Regions from separate parts of the Macaca mulatta genome. Here region 1 is linked to region 2. A link is a contact called in public Hi-C data. All regions are on one chromosome and are shown on one strand. Each heading gives the region's core, a stretch centred on a gene start, on an enhancer-like site or on the middle of the called end of the contact. The rest is flanking DNA. Distances are from core to core; before and after follow the strand shown. Region 1 has its middle 350 kb from the start of KLF12. Region 2 has its middle 190 kb from the start of KLF12.

Evidence for each region. A called contact is a pair of places that touch in the nucleus more often than the background predicts.
Region 1: a Hi-C map of fetal cortex germinal zone shows a contact between it and region 2, with 4 times the contacts expected there. The contact joins two enhancer-like sites. A contact is called at or near these places in 3 of 14 Hi-C or Micro-C datasets (CD4 T cells, fetal cortex germinal zone and liver).

What each region holds. Positions count from the first base shown.
Region 1 is chr17:69,052,311-69,058,921 of T2T-MMU8v2.0, forward strand. No RefSeq gene overlaps it. Among named protein-coding and RNA genes, the nearest start is that of KLF12, 350 kb to the left of the region's middle. Within about 2 kb of position 1,616, at least 30 of the 40 cell types and tissues checked have an H3K27ac peak or open chromatin away from gene starts, as enhancers often do. A contact at or near this core is called in CD4 T cells and fetal cortex germinal zone, where this site is marked.
Region 2 is chr17:68,898,229-68,904,920 of T2T-MMU8v2.0, forward strand. No RefSeq gene overlaps it. Among named protein-coding and RNA genes, the nearest start is that of KLF12, 190 kb to the left of the region's middle. Within about 2 kb of position 4,818, at least 22 of the 40 cell types and tissues checked have an H3K27ac peak or open chromatin away from gene starts, as enhancers often do. A contact at or near this core is called in CD4 T cells and fetal cortex germinal zone, where this site is marked.

The sequences.
Region 1 (6,611 bases), core at 366-2,865, 150 kb after region 2:
CATCTAAGCTACTATTTTCCGAATATTTATAGCTTTATAGCTTTATTTAGAACCTCACAACAGCTACAATACCCAGATAAAGGAATTTTTATATATTTTTTCTATTTTTTTTTTAAGACTAGTCAAGTGCAGTAGTGAGGAAGGGGGAAAGGGTAGAACAAAGAGTTCGATCTGTAACTGACTGCGAACAATCAATTGCGACAACTCACTACCTTGGGTCCAGCCAGTTAAAATGAATTTTAAGTTAAAGAAGCCATACAAGTACAGAGAGATGGAACGGGATGGTAACTAAATGAGAATGTCATGTCGTTTTGGTGACATTGTCATTAATGTGTGGTGACATGGTTATTAATACTCTCAGTGGAGTAGTAAGGGAAGCTCTAAGCTCTCAGAGGTTAACACCTCTTTAAGGATATGCAAGAGTGGAACAAGGAATCTTGAGTTTGGAGCAGAGAGAGCTTAGCTACACGCAGGCAGTAACTTATTTCTGACCTGAAATACAGCCATTTTGGCCCAACTTCATATTATGGCAGAGGTGACAGGTGTATAGTCAACATTCTGTATTCTTTTGTCATTTCCATCATTTTGTCTTTGACAAGTAGAGAAATTTTGAGGTAGAAAGTAACAGGTAATAAGGGAAGGGAAAAAATGTAAATAAATTCCCCAAACAGGAAATGACCAAGGCAAATATATGCTACAGCAGGATTCAAAATTTTACATGGCTTCTGTATAGAGTGATTTTCGTAGATGACAACAGACAGTAAAAGAGAAGCTTAAAGAGAGAAAATAAAATAAGGCCAAAGACCTAAAGCATTTTATTTAGGCAAAGTTGTGTGAAGTCCCAGAAACTAAACTGGGAAAGGAAGAGATAGATCATTAAAGGACAGCCACCTTACATTGGAGCCCTCATAAATTAAAACAAAATACTAAGAGTTAAAAACTTGAGTGGGCTCTCTCGTGTATCATTGATGTAGCTGGAGGCCCTATATTATATAACAGTAACAGGATACAGGATGACAGTTCCTCACAGACTACAGTAAATGTGATTAAATTATCTCATCAGCTTCATACTCCTGAGTATTTCTACAATGCCAGAAAACCATCCATTAATCTGACCTGTCTGCTAGACCCCCAGACAGCACGGGCTAGAGGTATTAATATTCAAAGAAATTTCCCTCTCAAATGGCCGATTGGAGCGATACCAAGTTTAGTCTCTGCAGCCGTTGAGACCACGAATGAGACACAGAGAAATAATAAGGGGGAAAGAATAAAAGCAAGAATAAAATTCAGAAATTTGTTTTAACTCAGCCACAGATTCTTTTTCATTCCTTTCCACTGACCTGATCTAATTCCAGCAGCCACTATCCCTGTGAAACACTGCCACAGCTGAATTTATTTTTATTTTGTCTGCTCAAAGGCAATGTAAAGCGAATTTGAGAGCACATCACCTTCAGGGAAAAGACTGCAGCGTATTACTCACTACCTCCCTCCGCCCCTCTGCGTGAAAAGGTTAATTTGAATAAGGCTGCTGCTTCCACAAATAGAGCAGTAACCAGCACACAGAGGAACCGCCAATGAGACTGTATTTCAATGATGTCATACTTATACCTGCCTCTTATTATTTGCTGAGTAGCGACAATGTGTTCCTTGAATCTCACGTATTATTGGTTAAGAGCCCTGTCATTCTGAGTACTTCTGGAGAGTTTTAGGCACTGCAGTTTCTTTACAAGCCCAGAATTTTTTCAGCTTCTGCACTTCAACAAACTGTTGGAGAAGGCAGAGTACGTTAAACATTGTTGTCCTGAAAACAAATATAAAAACCTTTATAATTTATACCTGATTTACATGCCATCTGATGCTAGGTCCGTTTGCACAGCAAACACAACATAGGGAAAGTCTGTTTTTCGTTAAAACAAATGAACAAACAAACACTTGGACAGAACTTTCACTGAAGTGTTTCCAGAAAGAGTATGCTTAACTTAGTATTGTCCCACTGGCCTAACTGAAAACAAACTTATTCCACTTATTCTACAACAATTTGTTGCCCCAGCAAGCAGAACTTTCTTACAAAGAAGTAGATCTAAAATTTACCCGTTTGCAGGATAGACGGCATTGGAGGAAGGAAAACCTACCTAGTTTATTTTTGTCCGAAGTGGGTTTTATTTTTAAACCAATTAGGTTTTTGTGCCATTAAATGTGTGCTTCAGGTCACGCAGATTCCTGGACTTTTCTGAGGAAACTCCTATAAATAGGTTTGAAAACTACACTACCTTATAATGAAGCTGACAGATAAATCAGTTGTGTATGAGTTAGGAATTATTCAACTAACTGAAACATTCAAGTAAATATTCTGGTCAGCATGAGATGCAAGGGTGATTGGGAGTCCAGGAAGAAATGTTGGCAGTGATCTTAAGCTGAAGCTCAAAAGTCTCATCATCTATGGTGCCAAGTGAGGCCCCAAGCATGGCTCTCTGGGCAAAGTCACATCCTCAGAGATACAGACGACAAGGTCAGGCTGTCCATTGTCAGTTGGCGAAGCAAAACATATACAGTGAAGGTTAATCCAGTCCACAGCCATGGCTGTATATTAGATGCTCCAGTGAGAAGGGCAGGCCATTAAAGGAGCAACTTGATTTTAACCGGCAGAGAAAGACTAGAAAGTATTCGTGTGTACGAGAATGAGATGAGAAAGGATGACCATGTATGGAATAGACCTCCCTGACTGGACATACATATATGCATATACATCTTAGTGAGAGAAATCTGGAAAAGCAGGCACACAAATCAGTAAAGATGATGTAAATTAGGAAGAGGTAGAAAGCACCAGATATTTTGGGCATCCATACCTCAAATTCAGTAGCTAATACCAACTATTTTTGAAATGAAAATGTCTTCTCAGCTATGTATCAGAACTTACTGTCTGCAGAGTCTGATCACAGGTTAGCCAGATGTTCTAAAACTTGATTATTTTATACTTTACATGCTTTACAATACTATTGTAGACACTGAACATTCAACGAGATGCTCACTGTGTTAAGAGCATGGGAAATGAGACCAAAGTTAAGTTTAATTGCAGTAAAAAGTGGAGAATAGACTACCATTCTATTAAAGTTAGAAGGAACTAGAGCCGTATCCACTGTACTTGAACTTCCTGGTATTTCCACGAACAAAGTGCATGTGATTTTTTTTTTTTTTTTTTTTTTTCTTGAGACAGAGTCTCGCTCTGTCACCCAGGCTGGAGTGCAGTGGCGCGATCTTGGCTCACTGCAAGCTCCGCCTCCCGGGTTCACGCCATTCTCCTGCCCCAACTTCCTGAGACTACAGGGGCAGGTCGCCATGCCCAGCTAATTTTTTATATTTTTAGTAGAGACGGGGTTTCACTGTGTTAGCCAGGATGGTCTTGATCTCCTGACCTCATGATCTGCCTGCCTCGGCCTCCCAAAGTGCTGGGATTACAGGCATGGCCACCGGGCCCGGCTGTAAATTTTGATTGGAGAGATCTCTCTGTATGGTGTTGAGTACAATGGCGTTTGGTGTCAGACACACCTGAATTCAAATCCCAACTCCAACAATTAGTAGCTTTGCAACCTTGATCATTATAATTAACCTATCTAAGCTTCAGTTCTCTGGAAGGATAATGATGATACCCAGGTGTGGGATGGGAAGATTGTGAGAATTAGACTGAATAAAGTATATATGTTTGATTAACATAATGCCTCTCTCAGTAAATGAAAGGGTTTCTTTTATTTTCTTTGTGTGTGTGTGTGTGTGTGTGTGTTTGTGGTTTTAACTTTGTTATGTCCTTAAGGTCCTTCAAGAATCTACATGACCTGTCTCCTGACTGATCATTTCTTGTCACTCCTTTTCTCCTACACTCTATCCCAGCCATAATGACCTTCTTGCGACTTCCCAAACACGCCTAGTGTGTTTTGGCTGGAGGACTTTACTTTGCAGCTCCCCTTGCCTGGACTGTTTCCCCTCCCAAGTGTACCTTGGTCACTTTCTTCAGGTCTCAGTTCAAATATTAACAAGAGAAATCTGGCTTAACACCCTGCCTGAAATGGCTTCCCTGTGACTCTCTTTCCCATAACACTATGTTATGCTTTTTCATTGCCACTAGACATGATTTTGTTTATTCTTAATTTGTTTATTATCTGTTTTGCTCTCTTGAATGTCAGGTCCACGTGAGTAGCATCTTTGTTTGTTTCTGAGCCCTGAGCCTAGAAAAGTGCTTGGACATAGCAGATTCCTAAAAATCATTGTTAATGAGCATTGATGAAGACAGCAATAGGAACTCTTAAGTTCTTCAGGACAGGGGTACAACAGGCACATAGGTGCAATGGCCAGAAAGGGGATCTGAACACCCCTGTCTCATACCAAAGTTGAGAATTTATATGAGCTTTTCTTATTGAGCCAAGAGGAAATATTTCATTTTACCCATCACATTATAAGAATGAGATGTTAAGACAATGAGAATATACAGTTGTAGTATTCTTTACCCAAAGGGCTCCAGTGCTCGTTAGGATAGATGAGGTGTGGGAAGCTGGGCCAGAAGAGATTCCAGGGAAAATCCTGGGTGAAGATTTTTAGCTGGTGTACCCTTTCTGAGGTCTACTATTTTTTCCCCCTTCAAACTCTCTCAAAACTTGTTCATGTTGGCTGTGATTCTCATGAATTGTTGGGTACGATCGAGGGACTTTGAAACAGTAATGATTGGAGATCAGATTAGTAAATGCAGGAAATAATAGTAAATTCAAGAATTCCAGACATTCTCAACATTACACACACCTACACACATATTAATATGCATATGTGTGAAATGAACTGATGGAAGTGTCACAGAATATTTTAAGATCTTTCTGTTCTCTTTCTCAGTCCATCGTAATGATAAAATAGACTCTCTTCTGGATTTCTATTTTCCCAGTAACTGAAGGACAATATAAGACAGCATCCAGCTGACGTAAGCATTATCCCTGCTGACATTCCAAATGAGCAGTTCAAATGCCACCTAATCATCCAGTTATAGCTTGGATTTTGGCAGTCTTGTATAAAACACTGCATTTGAAGGAGCATCTGCCTTTTATATATTGGCCATGTCAGCACCTGTGGCTGCTGCTTCTTCTAGAAACTTCTGAACATAGTAATATGAAATAAAATTAGTGCTAACCAGAATGCTCTTAAAAATGTATAGAGCCATGACTGAAATTCTGAATGTAGAGCCCATTTTTAAAGAAAATTGACTATCTCCTCTCACCTCTTTCTCCTCCACTACCCTCAATGTTAATTCTCTTAGATTAGTGCTTCTTAAACTTTAAAGTATCTGAGATCGCTCAACCATCAAAGGGACCTTATTAAAATAATACGTATTTTTCCAGAATGCCTGGACTAGGGCATGAGATTTGGCATTGCCAAAAACTTCTAGGTGAAGCCATGTGCTGGTCTGTGAACCACACTTTGAGTAGCAGGAGTTTATTTTTGTTTTTATTTGTACGACTTTACGGGGTACAAGTGCAATTTTGTTACATGCATAGATTGTGTAGTGGGGAAGTCAGGGCTTTTAGGTGCCCATCACCCAAATCATGTACATCGGACACGTTAAGTGAGGCACTGGTTTAGATGACATAATGCCACATGTTTGGTTTTCTAATCCCCCAAATTAATGAGAAAATTTCTCAAGAGGTCATTTACTATTCAGTTTTTTTAGACGGAGTCTTGGTCTGTTGCCAGGCTGGAGTGCAGTGGCGTGATCTCAGCTCACTGCAACCTCTGCCCCCCAGGGTTCAAGTGATTTTCCTGCCTCAGTCTCCCGAGTAGCTGGGATTATAGGCACGTGCCACCATGCCCGGCTAATTTTTGCATTTTTAGTAGAGATGTGGTTTCACCATGTTGGCCAGGATGGTCTCCATCTCCTGACCTCATGATCCACCCACCTCGGCCTCCCAAAGTGGTGGGATTACAAGTGTGAACCACTGTGCCTGGTCTCTTCCACATACATTCTATTGTAACTGTGTTAAGAGATTTTATTCTGAGGTATATTCACATCCAATTGGTAACCAAGCCTTTTTGAGTCTAAGAAATGTTTCTCTCCTCTCCATTCCCACAGGCGCTGCCTCAGCTGAGGCCTTCCTCATTTTTCCCCTGCAAAGCAGTAATAATCTCCGATTTATCTCCCAAGCCCCAGCTGCACCTCTGTCCAATCCATCATCTTGTATTTTATCTCCTTATTTTTCTTTCAAAAATTGTTTTGATGAGCTCCTTTCCCGATTAAAGGCCCCTGCTGGCTCCCCTTGCTTAAAATAGAGGTTGGCATAGGCTCTGTCCCCTGACAAAATTGGGCTGGAATCCAAACTCCTTCAATTTCCTTTTACGTAACGTTGGGCAAATTGCTTAACTTCAGAGAGGCATACTTTCCTCATCTGCAAAATGGAGATACTACTGCTTATCTGGTAGTGTCGTCATGATTTAGATGGAAGAGTGTAGCTAAAAGCATCTAGTGTATGATGGCCATAGTAGATGTTTAGTAGCTTAATTACTCCTCCCTCCTCCTTTCCTTTCCAGCCTGACCAATTTTTGCTTTTCCAACCTCTTTCTTTTGAATCTCTTTCTTCTTG
Region 2 (6,692 bases), core at 3,568-6,067:
TTCAATACACAATCTACAGCTAGATTTATGAACTTGACTGTTTCTCTCACAATATTAAAAAAAACAAACCATTTGATGCTCCAATTTAATGGGATCACTGTAATATTATTAATTTGCAAAAACATAAAGTTCCATGCTTTCCATGTTGTATAATGGAAAAAAAATGTCCAGGACCTTTATATGTTCATCTACTTAACAATATCCCTTCACCGGGTAAGGTTACTCCAAACTCTAGATTAACCAACACTGGCTTGAATTCAAAATGCTCTCAGCATAGGCCTAGAGGCCTAAGCACTTACGTTGTCTCTGCCAAGATAAAACACACCTATATTTAAGGCCGAATTATTTCACTAAGTTGATAACAGCCTGCTTCATGATATACTGTAACATCTAAAACTCACTGGAGCCTGTTTAAAGTGCCTAATTTCCCTGCACAGGAGGCAGGGAAAATAACCCTGAGCAACATGTATATTTTCACATGACCAGAACACGATGGATATTACAGGCCAGACGCATGCTCTTCAGAATGAACGTCAAGCATCCCGATTTGTTCTCCCCTTGGCCTGGGGAGAGTGAGTGCACTAGTGTTTGCAGACCTTCCCTTTCAGCACACACAGAGGCTGCAGCTGTAGTAAACAACCACCGGCCAAGAGTTGCTAAGGTCAAGGTCTCAAATGCTAGACCAGGACCATTTCCTCCCAAATGATAGTCATTTCTGAAAAAAGAACTTGGGGGGGGGGGGCGGTGTGGAGAATATTAAGGACTCATTAGCACAATTTTTTTCAATAAATAGTAATAAAAAGCATTCCACAATTAAGTTCAGCTGACTGCATTGATAAGTAGTACATAAATAACTGAAGGATTTCAAAAATAAACAGAAAGCCTGAAGAATGTTTTGTTTAACGTGGCACAGTTATGTTTGTTACAGGGTCTTAGTTCAAAATTATGAAAATTGTATGTGAAAACATTTCAAATTTCAAATTTTCCTAGTACGTTTCATAATAGTTATTAATTGGTAGAATAATAAACCTCTTTCCTAATTTTTATATGCTCAAATTGCTCTTTCCCCAACTCAGAGGAGCTTAATATACTCAATCTAGTACCAAGATTGACCGGTCTGCAACAATAAAGATGTAACTTACGCAACTGAAACGTTTGTCCTTCAACATCCTATTTCCACCATGCTTCTACAGTTTAAAATTTTCTATTCTAAGTATAGTCCTTTATCGGAACCAATTTCTATGGGGTTTTAAAATATGCACACAACATGTGAATGAGGTCTGAGAACAGCACAAGCAAGCTTTTTTCCTTGAGGGAGGGGGGGTCCACTGTTTTAATTAAATGTCAGTTCTAAAAGCGTTTCTTAGAAGACGATATACACCCACTCTTCAAAGTGACCACTCCTATTCCCATCACAAAACGCTTCTTGCTAAAAGCCACCAAATTTATTTCAAAGTATTTACTTATCTAAACAACTCTATCGTCCAGTAAGAAAAGGGCATGGAAGTGTCTAGGTGGTTTTGCAGAATGACGTGTATTTGATTGGCAGATGTCTACCGAAGTCACTAGATGCACACGCAGTAAATGTAAATAGAGTTGCTCGTCTCTCTGATGTTACAGGGAAACAGAAGCTAACGCTGGTGTAAAATAAAATATCAGAATGCTCGGCCGAGAATTCCATTAGCTAGTGGAATTATTCAAAACTATCCCTACAGAACGACACTTAAGCCATCTACACAGTTAAATTAGAGGGCTGACAATACTAACTACACAAACTGTTTATCCACATCACACATTCCGTTGTATTAATACTCTTTAACTCAACAGTCAGGTTTTATCAGCTGAAATAAGACTATTACTATTAAAGTATGCAAAACTCGAAGCGCAGGGTGAAGGGGGTTGGGAAGCTGCAGGGCATATAACAAAGGAATTGGTACTTTTTCCAAGCATTTGCCTCAAATGCACTGCGAAACAAAACTGTTGAGTGCACCCCACCCTTTTCCCCCAAAGATAAAAGTTTTCAAAGTTCTTGCAGACAGCTCTCTACTCAACAAAAGCAGGATTGATTCTCCCCGTAGGGGAGCATCTAACGTGAACACCAACTAACGTCGCGGAGGTCAAGTCCGAACCCTCAGAGTGAGCGTCTAAGGCAAGAAGTGGCTCCCAGGCCGGCTCTGCGGGTTCCCGGCCCAGGTGGACGTGCAAAGTTGCCCCTTGTCAACTCCGGCCAGGTCCCCCGTAATTGAAAATAACAGCCACCGGCCAGCCCCTGGCTACTTGCATGGACCAGGCACTGTAGCAAGTGACAGTTACACATCATTACGACCAGAGACAATAATGAATGTAGCACCAGGAGCACTATTCATGCCAGCAGTGTCATCTCCGCCTTAACCCCTTCCCCTCCACTCTCTCCAGTGCGCACACACAGCCCACACGGCCCCGGTGCGGAGCTATTCATCCACCCCTCTCGAGGTCGGGGGGCCAACTACTTCCACAAGCCCCCCTCCCCCCCAAGTTCAGCCCTGGGGTTTTATTTCTCATCCTTGGCAACTGTCAGGCAAACACTGCAACCAACAATTCCACTAGGGGTAGAAAAACATTTGCTTAATTCACGTTACTTGATAACTTCTTCTGAAAAAAAAAATTAGGGGAGGGGGAAAGAAACCTCCTTCTTTCTTCTCCACGAATCCGACCGACGCTACTTGCTTTGCAACAGCATCGCCCTTCCCCGGCCCCCTCCCGCTTCCCAGCACTTTCCCCCTTTAAGAACACAGACCAACCAAAATGATTTAACTTGAGCAGATGACAGAAGGAAAATAAAACACGTTAAGAGAATACGGTCTGATTTGGGATGGCAAAAAAAAAAAGAGGGGGTTGTTTATTTTGATAAGAAACGGAATCGGCACAGACCTGAACAGAAGCTGCAGAGCAGGAGAAATTGTTTTCTTTCCCTCACACAGAGTCCCCCTCTCTCTCCCTTTCTCTCTCTCACACGCGCGCGCGCGCACACACACACACTCACTCGCACACACACGGCGTCACCCGCGCACACGCACACGCAGAGCCTCTCAGCGGCTCTCTGCAGTTCTCAGGAAATGAATGGGGGGCAACCCGGGGAACTGTTGTACTTGCAAATGACTTACCCGGATCACATGATGCGCTAAATGTAGGGTAGGCCGGTGGGTGGAGGCTGCCGAGACGCGAGCCCCGGTCTAGTGTGGGGAGCCTCGCCAGGCCCGCATCGAATTACCCCGGGGCCCAGCCGAGGGGGTTGCAGGACGCCGCTTCTCCTCCCTCGCAGCCCGCAGCTCAGGAAACCGGAGAGGCGCTTGGGGTGGGGTGGGGCGGGGTGAGGTGAGGGGGGGCCGAAAATAAGAAACCCCCAAACAAAAGAGCTCCGGGTCCTCCTCCCCAGAAACAAAGCCCCGCCGCTGCGGGCGAGCCCCGGGGTGGGGCCGAGGGCGGGGGCGGCGGCGGGGAGGGGCTCGCTCAGCAGGCGCTAAGTCGCTTTATTGCCATAAAATGGGGCCCCCGAGCCGCTCCGCCCGAGGATTAGGAGGCGGGATCTGAGTGTGATGGTTGAAATCCCCTGTGGGAAACTAACCCCTCCCCGCTCGCAGAGGTAGAAGGCAACACCCACTGCCCGGCCCTCGCCTCCCCACCCGGACCGCCGGGCTGGGTCCGCTGCGCCTCCACCCCGCCCCACCCCGCCCCACCCCTGCCCCCGCCCCTCGGCCCCGGGCCTCGGCCGCCCTTCCCTTTCACCTGCACCACTTTGCTGCGGCACCCCAAATAACCTAAACATGGCCCTGGGAGCTCGGGGAGTAGTCGGCCGAGGGGGCCTAGGTGGCCCGCGGGGACTCGCGGAGGGAGGGACTCCTGGAGGGCAACTCGCCGGGCAAGGACTCGCGCCGAGAAGCGAGAAAGTCCCCTCTTTTGTGTCAGAGCGCGCCAGGCAGGCTTAGGAGAATTCGGGAACACAGAAAGCGCGCAGCCCGCTTGGGCCCCCACCCCTCGCCGCACCCGCCCGGGTGGGGGCGCGCAGTGGCGGGAGGGGGCCGTCGCCCGGGCAGTCCCTGCGGCTCGCCCGCCAGCGAACTTGGAAAGGTGTGGGCGGAGCCGGCCCGGGCCGCCGGCCGGGGCTGCGGGGCCGCTCGCGGGGACCGCCCCCGGGAGCCGGGCATCGCCCGCGCTGGGCAACAATGGGGTCGAGCAGGGGCAGCCCCGCGCGCCGGTGGGGCGGGTGGGGCAGGCGGAGGGCCGGGCGCGGCAGGCAGGGGAGTCATTGTTTGGGTTCCCGAGCGACGCACGTTGCGGGCGAGGCGGGGGCGCCCCTTCTCCCGGCACTTCACCTTGGCGGGATGAATGGGGGCGAGGCGGAAACGCGCGCCTGGCCTCGCCACCCCAGAGAAGGGGCCCTGCCCGCGCCAGTTTTGTGGGAAAGCAAGCAAACTTGCAGGACTGGGGCAGAGGAACCGGGAGCTGCAGACCCCACCGGCGCCCAGGGGCGGCGGGGAAGGGAGTCCAGCCCCACTGCCCCGCGCCCAGAGCGGAGCCCCGAGAAGCGGGCGGCCCAAAGCCGAGTCCTTGACGCTCTCCCTGGCAGCCCCTCCCTCCCCGCCTCCGCGCTCCGGGGAGCGGATCCGCGGGATTGTGGGGCGGGAGAGGGAGGAGGCGGCCGGGCGGCCCCGCCGTTCCCGCGGCTGCTCGGAGGGCGCAGGGTCAGCGCCGCGCCGGAGGGTCGGCGGGGGCGGGGAGCAGACGGGGCGGAAGCGGCTGGGCGGGCGGGGCGCGCGGCGGGAGGGGGCGAGAGGCTGCGGACCCGCCTCCTCACCATCCTAGGTGAGCGCGGCGCTCCGGGCGCTACAGTACGTCCCTGCCCTGCGCCCCCGTCCCGCCCCGCCCCGCGTGGGAAACCGCCAGGGTGGTGGGAACGCCGGGAAGGGGAAGTTTGTGTGCGGAGAGAAAGCTTTGCTGTACTGTGGCGTGGAGTGGGGTGGGAAGAGAAACAAGGGAGAGGCCGAGAAGCAGGAAATGAGAGCGAAGGCACCAATGTGAGCCAGGGCCAGCCGGGTTCCCCATCGATGTGGCGGTTTCCAGCCACTTCAGGCCCAGTGTGCGTTCCTAATGACAACAAAGGCGGCGTCTGCCTGGTGCGTTCTCTGCCTCCTGCCACTCCTAGGTTCTGGGGAAAATGGGAAGGGTGGTCCAACCTAGAGGAGGAGTCCCACAGCCTAAGATGCGTCTTAGGAAGACAGCAGGGTGCAGAGGAGGGGTCTCTCCTGGTCTTGAGGTTTCGAAGAGGAACAAATGTCTGAAATTTGTGGAGCACTCCTCGAGCGAAGTAGCCTAGGCAGCGGGAGCGGGAAGGCACGGGCACAGCGAGGGCGTCGGGAACCCAGTGGGAGTGGGGGGTTGAGGAGTCGGTCCTCGGTGTGCGGTCTCTGTTCCGGGGAACGCAGCCACAGCTCCTACTCCCTGATCCGATCCTGGGCCTACGGTAAACAGCCCTTTGCACTCTGCTACATCCGGATGGAAACGATGTAAAAACACAAGTTTGAAAAGCAGTAGACTATCGACAACTGCGCAGGATTTCAACGAGAAACTTGCCTCTACTAGAATCACTGAAGTTTCCCTCTAGGTTGGGCAGGGAGTGAAGGAAGGGAGTTTTACTGTAAGGGTGGAAGGATGCTGTAAGAAATTATGTCATTGTGGCAGTTCTTGTACTAACAGCTCTTTCTTGAATGAGGTGAGTGGCGGATAGACCATAAATATATTGTATAGCGAGTGCTTCTGCACGTGGAAAAGTAAACTGGACTCCCTTCCTATGGCAACAGCCACGGGCATGTTAGGAGAGTGATGAAAGATAGCAAACAAACTACAAGAACCCATTCCAGAGGGATTAAGGAAACTAGGGGTAGGTGGAGGTTAGTACCTAGAGTCTGGATACCCTGTATGGTTAAAAGAAAAAGTACTTCAAGCATTGGGGAGGAAAAAAATGCAGATTTTTAAAATCGTTGACAGATACGGAGTAGAAATCTTAAAGTAAGGCAACTTGTTAGCTATGAAAAGCGAAAGGAGAAAGAAGAGAAAAACAGGTTTAGAAGAGAAAATCACTTCGTTGTGTGGACTTGGGGTGGGTGTAAAAGAGCAAAAACATTTGGAAGAATACAAAGCATGGATGATAACGGAGTGAGATCACTAGAGGAGAGTGTGTGTGTATGTGTGTGTACACACACAGGCATGCGTTTCCAAGCCAGTTCATGTAATTCTATCTCCATATAGAATTTAGATTTAAAGAAAAGTAAGTTGTGGATGGAAGGGAAGAAGATAGGGAAAAGTACACTACCTTGGCAAAGGTGCACATTTTTAATGTTCAGACCTTTTTCCTCTCTACCTCTGTGTTTGCAGAGATGTGAAAAGTCAGAAAATGTAAAGATGGCAAATTTATTTCAATCCTTAATCAGGCAGACCATGTAAAAGAATGTGTAGTGAGAAAGTACAATCATAGAATTTGGGGTTTGAAATTATCTGTCGAATCCAATACTATATGGCTTCAATTCTGTTTAAAACCAAGATGATTTTGATAAAGAATGATAACCCATTTCCCTAACTATATAAAAACTTCACTTACTTAGTCTTACATAACCAAAAGAAGGATGAATTATGAACAAGGTAAAGTTTGGTATTCT